2 separate regions of the Mus musculus genome follow, and region 2 is linked to region 1. Evidence: chromatin contacts called from public Hi-C data. All regions are on one chromosome and are shown on one strand. Each heading gives the region's core, a stretch centred on a gene start, on an enhancer-like site or on the middle of the called end of the contact. The rest is flanking DNA. Distances are from core to core; before and after follow the strand shown.

The links. Hi-C and Micro-C count contacts between places; a contact is called where the count stands out from the background.
Region 2: a contact with region 1 is called in a Hi-C map of cortical neurons, with 2.3 times the contacts expected there. The contact joins two enhancer-like sites. A contact is called at or near these places in 3 of 484 Hi-C or Micro-C datasets (cerebral cortex, cortical neurons and nephron progenitors), 1 of 115 datasets of contacts at active chromatin or transcription factors (differentiating embryonic stem cells) and 1 of 9 other capture datasets (embryonic stem cells).

Annotation. Positions count from the first base shown.
Region 1 is chr3:84,932,698-84,939,627 of GRCm38.p6, reverse strand. The region is part of intron 4 of Fbxw7 (F-box and WD-40 domain protein 7); the gene reads right to left. Among named protein-coding and RNA genes, the nearest start is that of Gm40080, 58 kb to the right of the region's middle. Within about 2 kb of position 1,392, at least 64 of the 459 cell types and tissues checked have an H3K27ac peak or open chromatin away from gene starts, as enhancers often do. A contact at or near this core is called in cerebral cortex and cortical neurons, where this site is marked.
Region 2 is chr3:85,305,957-85,312,489 of GRCm38.p6, reverse strand. No RefSeq gene overlaps it. Among named protein-coding and RNA genes, the nearest start is that of 1700036G14Rik, 8.3 kb to the left of the region's middle. Within about 2 kb of position 3,114, at least 25 of the 459 cell types and tissues checked have an H3K27ac peak or open chromatin away from gene starts, as enhancers often do. A contact at or near this core is called in cerebral cortex and cortical neurons, where this site is marked.

The DNA.
Region 1 (6,930 bases), core at 143-2,642:
TTTGTGCCTCTACTAATCAAGAAAATAAAAAAAAACAAAACACAAAATAGAAGCATTAAAGTTTGTAAGCAAACATGCTCTGACCATGAATCCTGAAATTAGCTATGTATATTTTATATGTAATGTGTGTTTATATTATTTAATCTCCATTAACAAAATAAGAGTTCTATTTGTGGGCTGGTGAGGTGGCTCAGAGGTTAAGAGCACTGACTGCTCTCCTGGAGATCACGAGTTCAAATCCCAGCATCCACATGGTGGCTCACAGCCATCTGTAATGAGAAAAAAAAAAAAAAAAAAAAAAAACAACAACAACAACAAAAAATCAACCAAAAAAAAACCCAAAACCCATGGACCAGATTGAGCCGGAGCGGAGCAAGCAGGGCCCAGAGCGAGTGGATGCTGGATCAAGAGGGGTGGGGGGTGGGGGAATAAAAGAGTTCTATTTACATTAAAATTAAAGGGGATACTGTACATTTTACATACGACTGCACAGCTGTATTTTGCTTTAGCTGTTCTTTTTAATCATCTTGTAATATGATATATAAAAAACTACAGTTAATTAAAAGGGTCAAAAGGAGTGAGAAGCCACTGAAGAATTTTTTCTTGTTATTTTTCTTCAGTCGTGGTACACAGTCTTGGCTAGGCTGGTACTCACCAAGCAGCACAGAGTAGTAGCAAACTGTCTCAGCCTCCCAAGTCCTGATGCTACAGTTGTGTGCTCCCTCATCTGGCTAAAACTTTTTAAAAAGCAAGTGTTGGCAGTTATTTCAACTCAACCTCATATGTTTTTATGGGTATAAAAAATTAAGCACAAAATATTTTAACAAAAGACACACCCCTGTCCATACCATTTCTGTCTAACTTTACAATGATGTGTCACACACTTCAACTTAATCTTCAGAATGCTCAACACCAGACACAGTTTTCCAATTCTTCTGCCATTTGATCTTCTAATAGTTTAACATTATATAGCAAAACTGAGTGCTACTGTATTTTTTCAAAGCATATACTTTTGTATATAGCTTGAAATTTTTAATAACTTTAAAATTATGCCATCATAAAGTAATAAGAGAGACTAATTGATAAGATTAATGCTTCTTAGATCATGTCAGAGAAAGATAAAATATACTAAAATAAAGAAAAACTCATTAGATGTTTCTAGTTGTTGCTTGCCACTGGTTACATTTTTATTAATTAGGGCTCTGAAAAGGTCTGTTCTGCACAAAGCTGCACAACCTCGAAAGCTCTAAATTCATGACAATGACCTTGGACTTCCTCAGAATGATATTTAACGCGCACTGTCATTAGTAAAACCTGCTCAAACACATGCCCCATCTGCCAGCACCCCATCTGCAAAAGAGCTTCTTATTCTTGTAGCCAGTACAACTTCTGCCTGCTTCCTCCTCGTCTCCACACCAGCTGTATGGTAATGAGCGTGAGCAGCTGAGAAATACTGCATGGTAACAAAGCTAATATGAAAGCTTGCAGAACAACCCTTCCCCTCCGGGGAGCAGGCACAGCAGGAACATAGCTGATAAGCTATTAAACAGGGTGCAGACCTGAACAATGCTTCGCCCTGTGTGTGCAGGGCTTCATACCTATAAGCATGTTAAAGCATGGTTCCTATACGTCTAAAATGTAAAAGAATGAAGAAAGCAAGGTATAGCAAAGAACGGCCTAAATGTTTAAGTATATTTGCTAACAGATGAGAAAGCTGAGTTCTTCAAATGCTTTAGTGTCTCTCTCTACACAGTAATGAGGACCGCTTTGATCAGAACATTTTCAAAGATGTCATCAACTGTGTTCCACTTCTTAATTACCAAAGTTAAGGGGCTGAAAAAAGAGAAAGGGTTTCAGAATTTAAAATCATAAATGGAAGGGATTGACTAGAGACAGTGAAGCAAACGACAGAACACATGAACCAATAAACTCTTTTCAATTCTCATTTAGTACTTGTACAAATTCTACTTAATGGGATTCTAAGCCAACACACTTATTCTAAACATGTGGGAATCTGCAAACAAAATACAGAGATGTCACCTATCATTTTCTCATCGATATAGACATAATGGGGTTAATCTTTACACAGGGTAGTCACACTGAATGAATCTACATAATGTGAGTCGAACCAAGCCACATTAACTTTCTATAGGCAGGGATTATCAGTCATTCAGGAAACTAAAAAATAACTGACTATTCAAAATGGATGCTATGCATTTTCTCTCACAATTTAAAAAATATTCAAAACAATAATTCTAAAAATAGTAAGAATTATTACTATATCAGAAGTAAAAGTAAGATATACTGGTATTGAGAACTCATCTCGCTCTTTAGCCACATGGGCTTGAGGACGTGAGCTCTTGTTAGAGCCACACACACTTCCTATGGACTCTTTCGTTGCCACCACAGCAACCCTATGAGATAGTAGTAATCTCTCCATTTACTCAGCTGATTTACTAAGGCTCACTTAGTAAAGGAAAGAGTAAGAGCTCACGCCCAGGTTTGGACAGCACCACCATCCACATACTTAATCTCTCTGCTCTTCTGACATGAGCCAACAGTGAAGCCTGGGTTTGCTTTGTTCACTGTTGATTCTCAGTGTGTCAAGTAGTCCTCAGATCACAGGAAGAAAGCATCGAGAACAACAAATACATGGGAAACAACTGCTCAGTTCTCTCTCACTGAAGTCAGAAAAAAAAAAAACCTGCAAAAATCTATAACAAAGTTTGTAATAATCTCACTACTTAAATATTGAAAAATAGTATTTATCAATTGAAGAATCTTAAAGTAAGACTATATATTATTCTAGGTTTTGTTTGCTTGACAAGTTGACAAAAAAACCTCTCACATTCTTGAAAAGTTCTTATAAAGCAGTTAAAAACAAACTGTACTGATTTTAATAGTTTGCAATTTTTCATGAATTAGTTACATTTTGTTGTCTAACTACAGATGAATTTTACCCTTTAAATTAACATTTCCTTGACTTCAAATACAAATTAAGGACTCTGTAAAACAAGAGTTTTGCATAATCCACATAAGAACCTGAATTGGACTTCACAAAGCAGGTGCAACCATGCATTTAAAAGTCAGATAGATTGTTATCATTTGTCCAAGAACAAGGCTGCAACTGCAACTGTTTAAAAATCCTCAAATTCAGACAAGATTTACAAAAACGGTGCAATACTGCCCCTATATGTTCACTGTAGTAGTAACAATGACATTTTACATCTAAACTGGTAAAGATTTCTGTGGATGATTGAAAAGCTGTTTGGGCTTAAATTGCTCACAAATAAACTATTATTATGAACCACCCACACACAAAAACGTAAATAAGCACAGGAATAACAAATTTCAATTTCCACACTCAAGACCTGTAAGGAAGAAATTTAAGGTAACAGTGTTATTCAACATTTCTATATTTTTTTTCTTCTCAAAACAGAACTGAGTACCATCATATAAAGATATCACAACCCAAAACTAACTGTCCATGTCCTTTTAGGATCAGTATTTAACCTTTTCTGTCTTGGGTTTCTTTTGGCTTATATCCATTTATCTCAGATAGGTGATTGCTATTATCTCAGTAGAAAATTGTATCCTACATTTCAACACTCCTGGATTACTTGATTATTATTTAACTGGCCAGTGTGCTGGGGACAGTAAGTTAGGCAACTTTCGCACAGTCAGGGAGAGGGAGAGCAGAGGACTTGATTCTGACCCAGAGATGACTCAGAGGCAAACCACTGGGATGTGACTGACAGGACACTAAAGACTCTCTAACAAAAAAAGTCTTGCTGTAGAAACATGAGTAGAGGAAAATCATGTATATTTTTTTAAAATAGAATTCAAACTGTATTTTCTGTACTAGAATTTCTGAGAACAGATTATATATTTTACTAAGGGCTACAACAATTCAAAGTGTGTCTGTCCATGTATGTGTATATACTTGTGAAGAAACTTTAACATAAAATACAAGTGTATAATAAAAGAGGGCTGGGAGATGGCTCTGCAGCTAAGAGTGTGTGCTGGGTTTGTGGAGGACCTGAGTTTGGCTCTAAGCACTCATTAGGTGGCTTACAACAACTTGGATCTCCACTTCTAGGTGATCCAATATCTCTGGCCTCTGTGGAGCCCTGTATACATGTACACACACACACACACACACACACACACACACACACACACACACACACACAAAGTGTCTGCTGACACATTGTATTTTGGCACAACCCAAATACAAATGCATCCTGTAACTATAATGGTTATCTTGCTTATTTAATACCTATCTGATGAATGAATGAAATCATGTACCTATGGTTTTGTTTTTGAGACAGGGTCCCACTAGGCAGCCCAAGTTGAGTTGAGATCATATATCTTCCAATCTTAATTCCAAGTGTTGCATCAGTACATAGTATCCAGCTTGTCCTTCTGGTGTTTTTGACATATGACTATAGAACGATAACAGGAGATACATCTCTCAAGAGACAGAAAGGCCATCAGTAGTTCCTTATGGGAGGCCACTCTGTCTTATCCATCTACAATACTAGCAAAATGCAGATAACAGACATAATCTGTAATGGAAGGTTAAACTTAATTTAGCTTTGCTCTTATTTTAATGTGCAGACCGTCAAAAGTGGCTGGGGTTCCTTCCCATCATTTAATGTATATATCTGCCATATTTTAATCACTGATGAAAATATTTTAACTGCAAACTGTCATTATACTACATTGACCTATCTGTAACTAGGTAATAGATTTAGGTGTTTATCCATGCAATGTATGCTTTAAATTCATACATACACAGAGACTTAAGAGAGAGTTCAAACCGTCCTGAAATCTCCAAGAGTCTTCAAGTTTTACATATAAATGATAGTTATGAATGTTACAGTTCAACAGGCTTGGTTCTCTAACTCTGAAGACAGCTGCATTCATGCATGCGCATTTTGAAAGATAATGCACTTATGTGCATTTTGATGTGCACTTCAGAAAGATAATACGGCACATAAACTACATATTACAAAAACTTCTAGCACATTACATTATTTCTGCAGCAAAATAATCACTTAGATAAGTATTAAAGGAGGCCATCATACGTCAACTTTAAGTCTTTTAAGTCTTAGTTTCTAGGACTTGTTAGATTTCTGGTGTGCAGGCAAGGGGCCGTGCAGACTTATTTCAAACAATTTACTCTGCCAGGAACTTACTTCCAAGTTTATTTTTAGAGTATTTTTTTATTTGTTGTTCACTCTACCAGTCTTGACATTCAACTCATTTCTTAAAATGCAAGTTGCAGGTGTGAGTACCCTGCCTGTTGGTATTAAGGCTACTTATCATCTGTCCAGCTTATTGTGGGTAATAAGACATGACTCAGTGTTTCCTCAGTGTGATTTGTATAGCACGTGCTCATTTAATTTACTTTATGTCTAGATTAACAAAGGAAGCAAAACCCAATACTACTAAGATCTGATGACAAAAAGGTCCAGAAAGCAATGTCATAATTACATACCGAGATCATCCTATGTGAAGAACGTTAAGGACACAGGTTTTATGAAGAGGTCTATTCAAGGCTCTCAACTCTGTTCCATGGACTCAGGGTCTTTGAGTGGCCATTAGTGGCATCACACCAAAGGCAAGATCAAAGTGATACTAGCAGCAGTGCAATGAAAATCCACTCTACTGTGATTAGGTTACTAACATACTAGTCCCACGGCCTGACGACCTCATTCAAAAGTAATTACTTATCTTCTAGTTTTAAGACAAGTTCTTAAACCCTCCTAGGCCTCAGATCTCTCATACAAGTGAGTAGGAATACTATAACTCAGTATACCTCATGAGGTCATCTTACGTACTATACGAGGGTATTTTTGAGAAATACTTATAAAGTAGTATCCCATCTGCTTATCCTTATACCAAATTAGATGTTCTCCCTGCCTCACTTTACTGTCATCAAAACAGGAGCATCTGTAGGAGTATTTAATCTGTGGGCTCCAGAAGAACACAGAATTCTCTCTAGTCCTGTTTAATCCAAAGGTTAGAGAAAAACTCTCAGTTTGGTTTTGGGTATTGTGTTTATTGGCACAATGTAGGTGGATATCGGCAGCAGGACAACTAACAGAAAGTAACAAGATGTAAACACAAGCAACAGTCCACATGCCTTGCCATTCTCAGATCAGCTGGTCAAAAACAAAGATATCTCAAGTTCTTTTTGTTTTTACTTTTATTTAATCCTCCCTCTCCCTCTCTCTCCCTCTCCCACCCCTCTTCTGGTCCACCCTCCGACTGTTCCACATCCAGTACCTCCTCCCCCCATCTCCACAGAATGTCCCCAACCACCACCACTCCACCAGGCCTCCCCAACTCCCTGGGGCCTCTAGTCTCTTAAGGGTTAGGTGCATCTTCTCTGACTGAGTCCAGACCCGGCAGTCCTCTGCTGTATATGTGTTGGGGGCCTCATATCAGCTGGTGTATGCTGCCTGGTTGGTGGTCCAGTGTCTGAGAGATCTCAGGGGTCCAGGTTAATTGAGACTGCTGGTCTTCCTATAAGGTCACCCTCCTCCTCAACTTCTTCCACCTTTTCCCTAATTCAACCACGGGGGCCAGCAGCTTCTGTCCATTGGTTGGGTGTAAATATCTACATCTCACTCTTTCAGCTACTTGTTGAGTCTTTTAGAATGTGGTCATGATAGGCCCCTTTTTGTGAGCACTCCATAGCCTCAGTAATAGTATCAGGCCTTGGGACCTCCCCTTGAGCTGGACCCCACTTTGGGCCTGCCACTGGACCTTTTCCTCAGGGTCTTCTCCATTTTTGTCCCTGCAGTTCTTTCAGACAGGAACAATTATGGGTCAGAGTTTTAAACAGTTGGATGGTAACTCCATCCCTCACTTGATGTCTATCTTTCTGCTGGAGGTGGGCTCTATAAGTTCCCTCTCCCC
Region 2 (6,533 bases), core at 1,865-4,364, 370 kb before region 1:
CTGATTGCCCTCCCCACCCACCCCCTGTCTATACAGGAGATGGCTGGATATATAGAGCTTTGTAGGAAGGGCTCCTAAGCAGAGCAGTGAGAGATGAGCCCTCAGACCTTGGGAGAGCCCGCCAAGGAGGACCTGCGTGCCCTAATTCCACCAGCAGCGGTGAGGATGATGGATGGATGATGAAACTTCAGGGGATGCTCCGCCCACAACACTGGCTGGGGCAGTTTGAATTGAACAGAACCTGAGAGGGGGAATGGCAACCTTGAGAAATGCTTGCTGCTTTTCTTCTCAAAATAATCTTGGTGGAAGGGGCAATGAGGGGTAAAAAGAGGGTGTGGAGGATTTCATGGCGATGGAGGCATCCTGGAAAGACAGAACCAAAAACCCTTGGTGGCTACTTGAGATGCAAGTTTGAACCAGGTCCCTAATAATAATCACATAGGAGGCTTCTTTCAAGCTTGGCTACCACTCAGATTTCTAATACAGAATGGAAGGAGATTTTTTTTAATGTAAGTTCTGAGCACTGGTCTTCACTAGCTTGGGAACTCCTTTAATTGTCTAACCTGCCTTGCTCAGAGGCAATTCTGAAGTGTGAAAGAAGGGTGACGAAGGCAAATCATTGCACGAGTAGATCATCCCATAACAATGCTAATGGTTAGTGGTTTTAGCTTTCAGTGATCTAACCCCCACGGGCTATCTTAAATGAACATCAAAGAGTTGGAGTGGTGGTGGTGGTGGTGGTGGTGGTAGAGGTGGTGGTGGTGGTGGTGGTGGTAGAGGTGGTGGTGCATACCTTTAATCCCAGCACTCGTGGATTAAAGAAGTAGGTGGATCTTTGAGAGTTCTAGCCCAGTCTGGTCTACAAACCAAGTTCCAAGATAGCCAGGGCTGTTACACAGAGAAACTCTGTCTCAAGAAACAAACAACAACAACAACAACAAAAAACAAACAAAACGGACATCAAGGAACCACTTAAATTTCTCTCTTTGAAGCTGACTTAAGAATGAAAGGGAGGGAGTCTAGGCCATAGCCCAGGAATTCCTGGATGCCAGCACTCAAGGATGAGCCAGTGAACTTCCTCAGCCCACAGAGGGACCCCAAGCTGTGCCAAGCCAAATGAATATCTTGGCAACATGTCACTTCGAAGGCCTGGTGTTGGAAAGGAAATCGTGGAGTGTTGGTATTGCCCCTCTGACCAGACAGGGAAGAGTGGGCTGTGGGCCATTTTTAAAGGGGTCTCAGATCCAAGGATGGTGGCCAGGAAGTAGCTGTGACTCATTTAATAGTCCTTATTTTTCTCACTTAAGATTCTCCTCATCCAAGGATACATGTTCTTCTCTAGGTTCAGGCACTATTCCAACCCCTCTGTCTCACCAGGAAGATCAAGGTACTGGCTGATATTCCCAATTATGTTTGTCTTTTCTTTGTTTTAACACCTGTGTTCCTTTTGAGTAGTTAGTCCTAGAAATGGGGACCCTGGCACTCTGTGCCCCACCCTCTTTCCCCCTCAGTACTCGCCCACTGGAGGTTCCTGGGGTACCAAATGCAGAAGCTAACACATTCTGCCTGACTTTTCTTTCTGGGCCCCAACCACATTCCTTAGAATCCTCGTTCTTCACACCCACCCAGGCCTGTCTCCGTGGTTTTCCTCCTCTGCTGAAATCTATAGAAAGAAGATGATGTCATTCAATGTACCGGAAAATGGACCTTATGTTCCTTCTAGCTTACTTGTACCAGCTACCGCCTCTTCCCTGTCTTCCTATCCCTCCTTGTGCAGGCTCAACCATTCCACCCCCTCCAATGCTTGTGGAGGTGATACAAGACTTTTAGTCAAGCACGACCACCACAGACACTATTGGGACAGGGCTTTGCCATCATGAGAGAGACAAGGTTAATTCTTCGCCTTCCATGTTAAAAGTCCAGTAAAATCCTGCCCCTGCCACGGAAAGTGAATCATATCATCTGGATGAATGGAGAGTGGCTCCCTCTGGCAGGAAAGCTGGCCAGCAAGTGGGTGGGACACACCAGTGAGCCCAAAAGATATGCCCTTCCCCCTCTTCCTGTGCATGGTTCCCCTTATAGTCTTCCTCGTCTCTGTGGCTGCTAAAGCCATCTGCCAAGCCCCCAGCTATCCTTGGCTAGCACTGTCCAGAGGGGAGGCATATTCAAGGAACTCTTTCTTTCTTTCTTTCTTTCTTTCTTTCTTTCTTTCTTTCTTTCTTTCTTTCTTTCTTTCTTTCTCTCTCTCTCTCTCTCTCTCTCTCTCTCTCTCTCTCTCTCTCTCTTTCTTTCTCTCTTTTTTTTTGATTGGATATTTTCTTTAATTACATCTCAAATGTTTTCCCCTTTCCAGGCCTCCCCTTTTGGAAACCCCGTATCCCATCCCTCCTCCCCACTGCCTCTATGAGGGTGCTCCCCCACCCACCCACTCCCATCCTCCAACCCTGGCATTCCCCTACATGGGGTATCGAGCCTTCACAGGACCAAGGGCCTCTCTTCCAGCTGATGCCCAACAAGGCCATCCTCTGCCACATACATGCCCAGTGCCATGGGTCCCTCCGTGTGTACTCTTTGGTTGTTGGTCCAGTCCCTGGGAGCACCAGGGGGTCTGGCCTGTTGACACTGCTGCTCCCTCCATGGGGCTGCAAACCCCCTCAGCTCCTTCAGTCCTTTCTCCAACTCCTCCATCGAGGACCCCCAAGCTCAGCCCAATGGTTGGCTGCAAGCTTCTGCCTCTATATATTAGGCTCTGGCAGAGCCTCTCAGGAGACAGCCATATCAGGCTAAGGAAATAGCTTCTTAGCTTGACTTTCTTTGGCCTGCCTGTGACCTTCACTACCCACCTAACCCTTCTCTCCTCTAAAGCCTTGCCCAGCCTCTGGGTATCTAGAGAACCAGAGACCAGACATTCAGTTTTACTGTAAGAACAAGCCATTGTTATTTCTCTTTCCAGGTATTTCAGTCATTCCTAAATGTGGTTTTTATATTTATCACTAAAAGGGATATAAAGGAGATGGGGGATCCCAGTTAGAGGAGGAGGACTTAGCTGGGAAAGGCACTTGCTTTGCTCAAAGAGGAAACCTGCTGTTCTAGTGTGGAAGCAGGCTGGCCTGGCGCAGAAGTCTCGGTGTGGTGGGACTTAGGGAGAGGAGCTTGGCAAGCCTTCTGCAGGCTGAGCGCAGCTTGCGATCAGCTCGTTTCTATTGACTAAAAACTTGCTAGGAGAGGATAAAAAAATCATAGCAGGCACAATATAGCTACAGCGAAGACCTTGTTTTTGCTCTCTTTCTTTTTTAAAAACAATATAATCAATGAAAGGATTTGGGAAGAAAAAACAGAAAGAACTGTGGAGAGCGAGCACCCAGGATCTTGAAATGGGTCTTTTTCTCCCTGCAATCACTTCCTGCATGGTAGTTTAGCTTTATTTGCCTTTTGAGAGATGGAGCTATGTCAATAGCAGCCAATCATCCCATTAGCTGGGCTGACAGGCAGAGCCACAGCCTGGCTGGTGCCTGAGGTGGGTGTCTGTTCATCTTTCCCTGCTCCAGGCTGCTCTCAGCTTCCACCTGTGGCTGCAGCAGCTGCCAGGGAGCAGGGCTCAGCACTGCAGTGAGAAACAAGAGCGTCTTCCATGCGCAAATGGCAGTAACTGATTTCTCCCTTGACGCTTCTGCCAGGAAATGAAGACTGCCCAGGGGAGAAGCATGTGGAGCCAGTGGGACGTTTGTTTCTGTTTCACTTGCTAAGCATTGCATTTTCTGCATTTAGGGAAGACCATAGGAGGGACTGATCCAGGACAGACTGGATACTGACACAGCCCAACTGCTGGGTCAAGAAAAGGAATTTTATCCATTGGTGTGTGTGTGGGGTGGGGGTGGGGGAGTCTCTATGTTCTTGTGAACTTGAACTTCAGCATATTCCAAACTCTTTTCCTCCAGAGCCGGTCCCTCTTCTGGGTCCCCTCTTGAACCCTGCCACCATCCTCCTCCTCACTGTTCATGAAATGATAGGAACTGGAAGTCATGCTTGAATTCCCTTCATCCCCATCCTCCCATCCATTACTAGACTGTATCAGCTTCATTCCATAGGATCACAATGTCTCTGGATTCTTCCATCCTCCATCCTTTACCCATTGCTGCATCCCTGAAAAACCATGGGAATCTATTATTGTCCCGACCCCTCCTGACCTTACAACAGAATTCATTGGCTTGTCTTGAGACAGTCTCTCATGTAGCCCAAGCTGGTCTCAACTTCACTGTGTAGCAGAAAAGGACCAGGAGATCATACTGTCTCTGCCACCTGAGTGACGCGGCTATAGGCATGGTGGCAGACTTCTGCAGTGCTAGGTATGGAACCCAGCATGGACTCTGTGCATGCCGGGCAGGCACTTTGCCAACTTGTTGGGAGCCGCCCTCACATTTGCCATTATAAGATGGCGCTGACAGCTGTGTTCTAAGTGGTAAACATAATCTGCACACGTGCAGGGGCAGTTTTCCCGCCATGTGTTCTGCCTTTCTCGTGATGACAACTGGGCCGATGGGCTGCAGCCAATCAGGGAGTAATACGTCCTAGGCGGAGGATAATTCTCCTTAAAAGGGACGGGGTTTTGCCATTCTCTCTCTCTCTCTTGTTCTTGCTTTCTCTCTCTCTTGTTCTTGCTTTTTCTCTCTCTTGCTCTTGCTTTCTTGTTCTTGTTCTTTCTCTTGCTTTCTTGTTCTTGTTCTTTCTCTTGCTTTCTTGCTCTTGCTCTTGCTCTCTTGCACTCTTGCTCTCTTGCTCTCTTGCTCTCTTGCTCCTGAAGATGTAAGCAATAAAGCTTTTGCCGCAGAAGATTCTGGTTTGTTGCGTTCTTCCTGGCCGGTAGCAAACGCGTGTAAGAGTTGGTGCTGAAATCCGGGATGAGAAGACCTGAGATGAGAAGACCTGGGACGAGAAAACCTGGGATGGTTACCATCACCGGCGCAAGGAAGATTCCTCATTCCGGAACCAGAACTGCGGGTCACGGTCATAAAGGTTCCCGTAAAACAGACTGTTGAGAAGGATTCAACTGCGTATATTCAGAACTCTTCAGCTGGGGAACGGTGGTAATAAAGTGTTCCCGCAACACAGACTGTTGAGAAGGATTCAACTGCGTGAATTCAGAACTCTTCAGCTGGGGAACAGGGTACTCGTAAGTATAGCTTTACAAGGTACGTCTGGCCTTGAACTTTCTAACGAAATTCAAGACAGTCTATCAGAAGTAAAGTGGAAAATAGCTTTACAAGGTATGTTTGGCCTTGAACTTTCTCCAGTGTTAGGAGCCTTTTTGTTCCTTTTCACATGTTATCAAGCGGTTAAGGCAGGGCTGAAAATTCTGGATGAAATTCAGGGCAATCTATCAGAAGTAAAGCGGGGAGAGAGAGTAGGAGCAAAGAGGAAATATGGTACACAAAATAAGTATACAGGCCTTTCCACGGGTCTTGAACCTGAGGAAAAGTTTAGGTCAGGTAAGAATACCTGGGGAGAGATTAGAAGGAAGGAAAAGAAAAAAGATCAATCAGCGGAGGTCTCTAGGAGAAGGAGCCTATACTCATCACTAGGTGAGCTCAAGGAGCCAGTTCTTAATAGTTCTGAATCAGATGAAAAGGCTATTAGGGCCTGGAAGGCGCTCTCCCGAGCAGGTGAAGCCACTGGACAACTAACAAAGATCGTCCAGGGACCTCAGGAGTCATTCTCAGATTTTGTGGCCAGAATGACAGAGGCAGCAGAGTGTATTTTTGGAGATTCAGAGCAAGCCGCACCTCTGGTAGAATAGCTTATTTATGAGCAAGCCACGCAGGAATGCTGAGCGGCCATAGCCCCAAGAAAGAACAAAGGTTTACAAGACTGGCTCAGGGTTTGTCGGGAGCTTGGGGGACCTCTCACCAATGCAGGCTTAGCGGCCGCCATCCTCCAATCCCAAAAATGCTCCATGGGCAGAAATGAATCAACGCATAGATCTTGTCCAGGAACAACTAGATGTATTATGGCAAATAGCTCAGCTGGGATGTGAACAAAAGTTTCCGGGATTGTCCGTTACTTCCATTCAGTATGAGAAATTTACTAGGGTAGCTAATTTGTCAAAAAGTCTTTCTCAGTATATGTTACAGAATTGGACGGCTGAATTTGAACAGACCCTTCGGGAATTGAGAATTGCCATCATTCAGGTCAACTCCACGCGCTTGGACCTGTCCCTGACCAAAGGATTACCCAACTGGATCTCCTCAGCATTTTCCTTCTTTAAAGAATGGGTGGGATTATTTGGAGATACACTTTGCTGTGGATTAGTGTTGCTTCTTTGGTTGGTCTGTAAGCTTAAGGCCCAAACTAGGAGAGACAAGGTGGTTATTGCCCAGGTACTTGCAGCACTAGAACATGGTGCTTCCCCTGATATATCTATGCTTAAGCAATAGGTCGCTGGCCATTCAGCTCTTGCACCCCACGAGGCTAGTCTCATTGCACGGGATAGAGTGAGTGCACTTCAGCAGCCTGAGAGAGTTGCACGGCTAAGCACT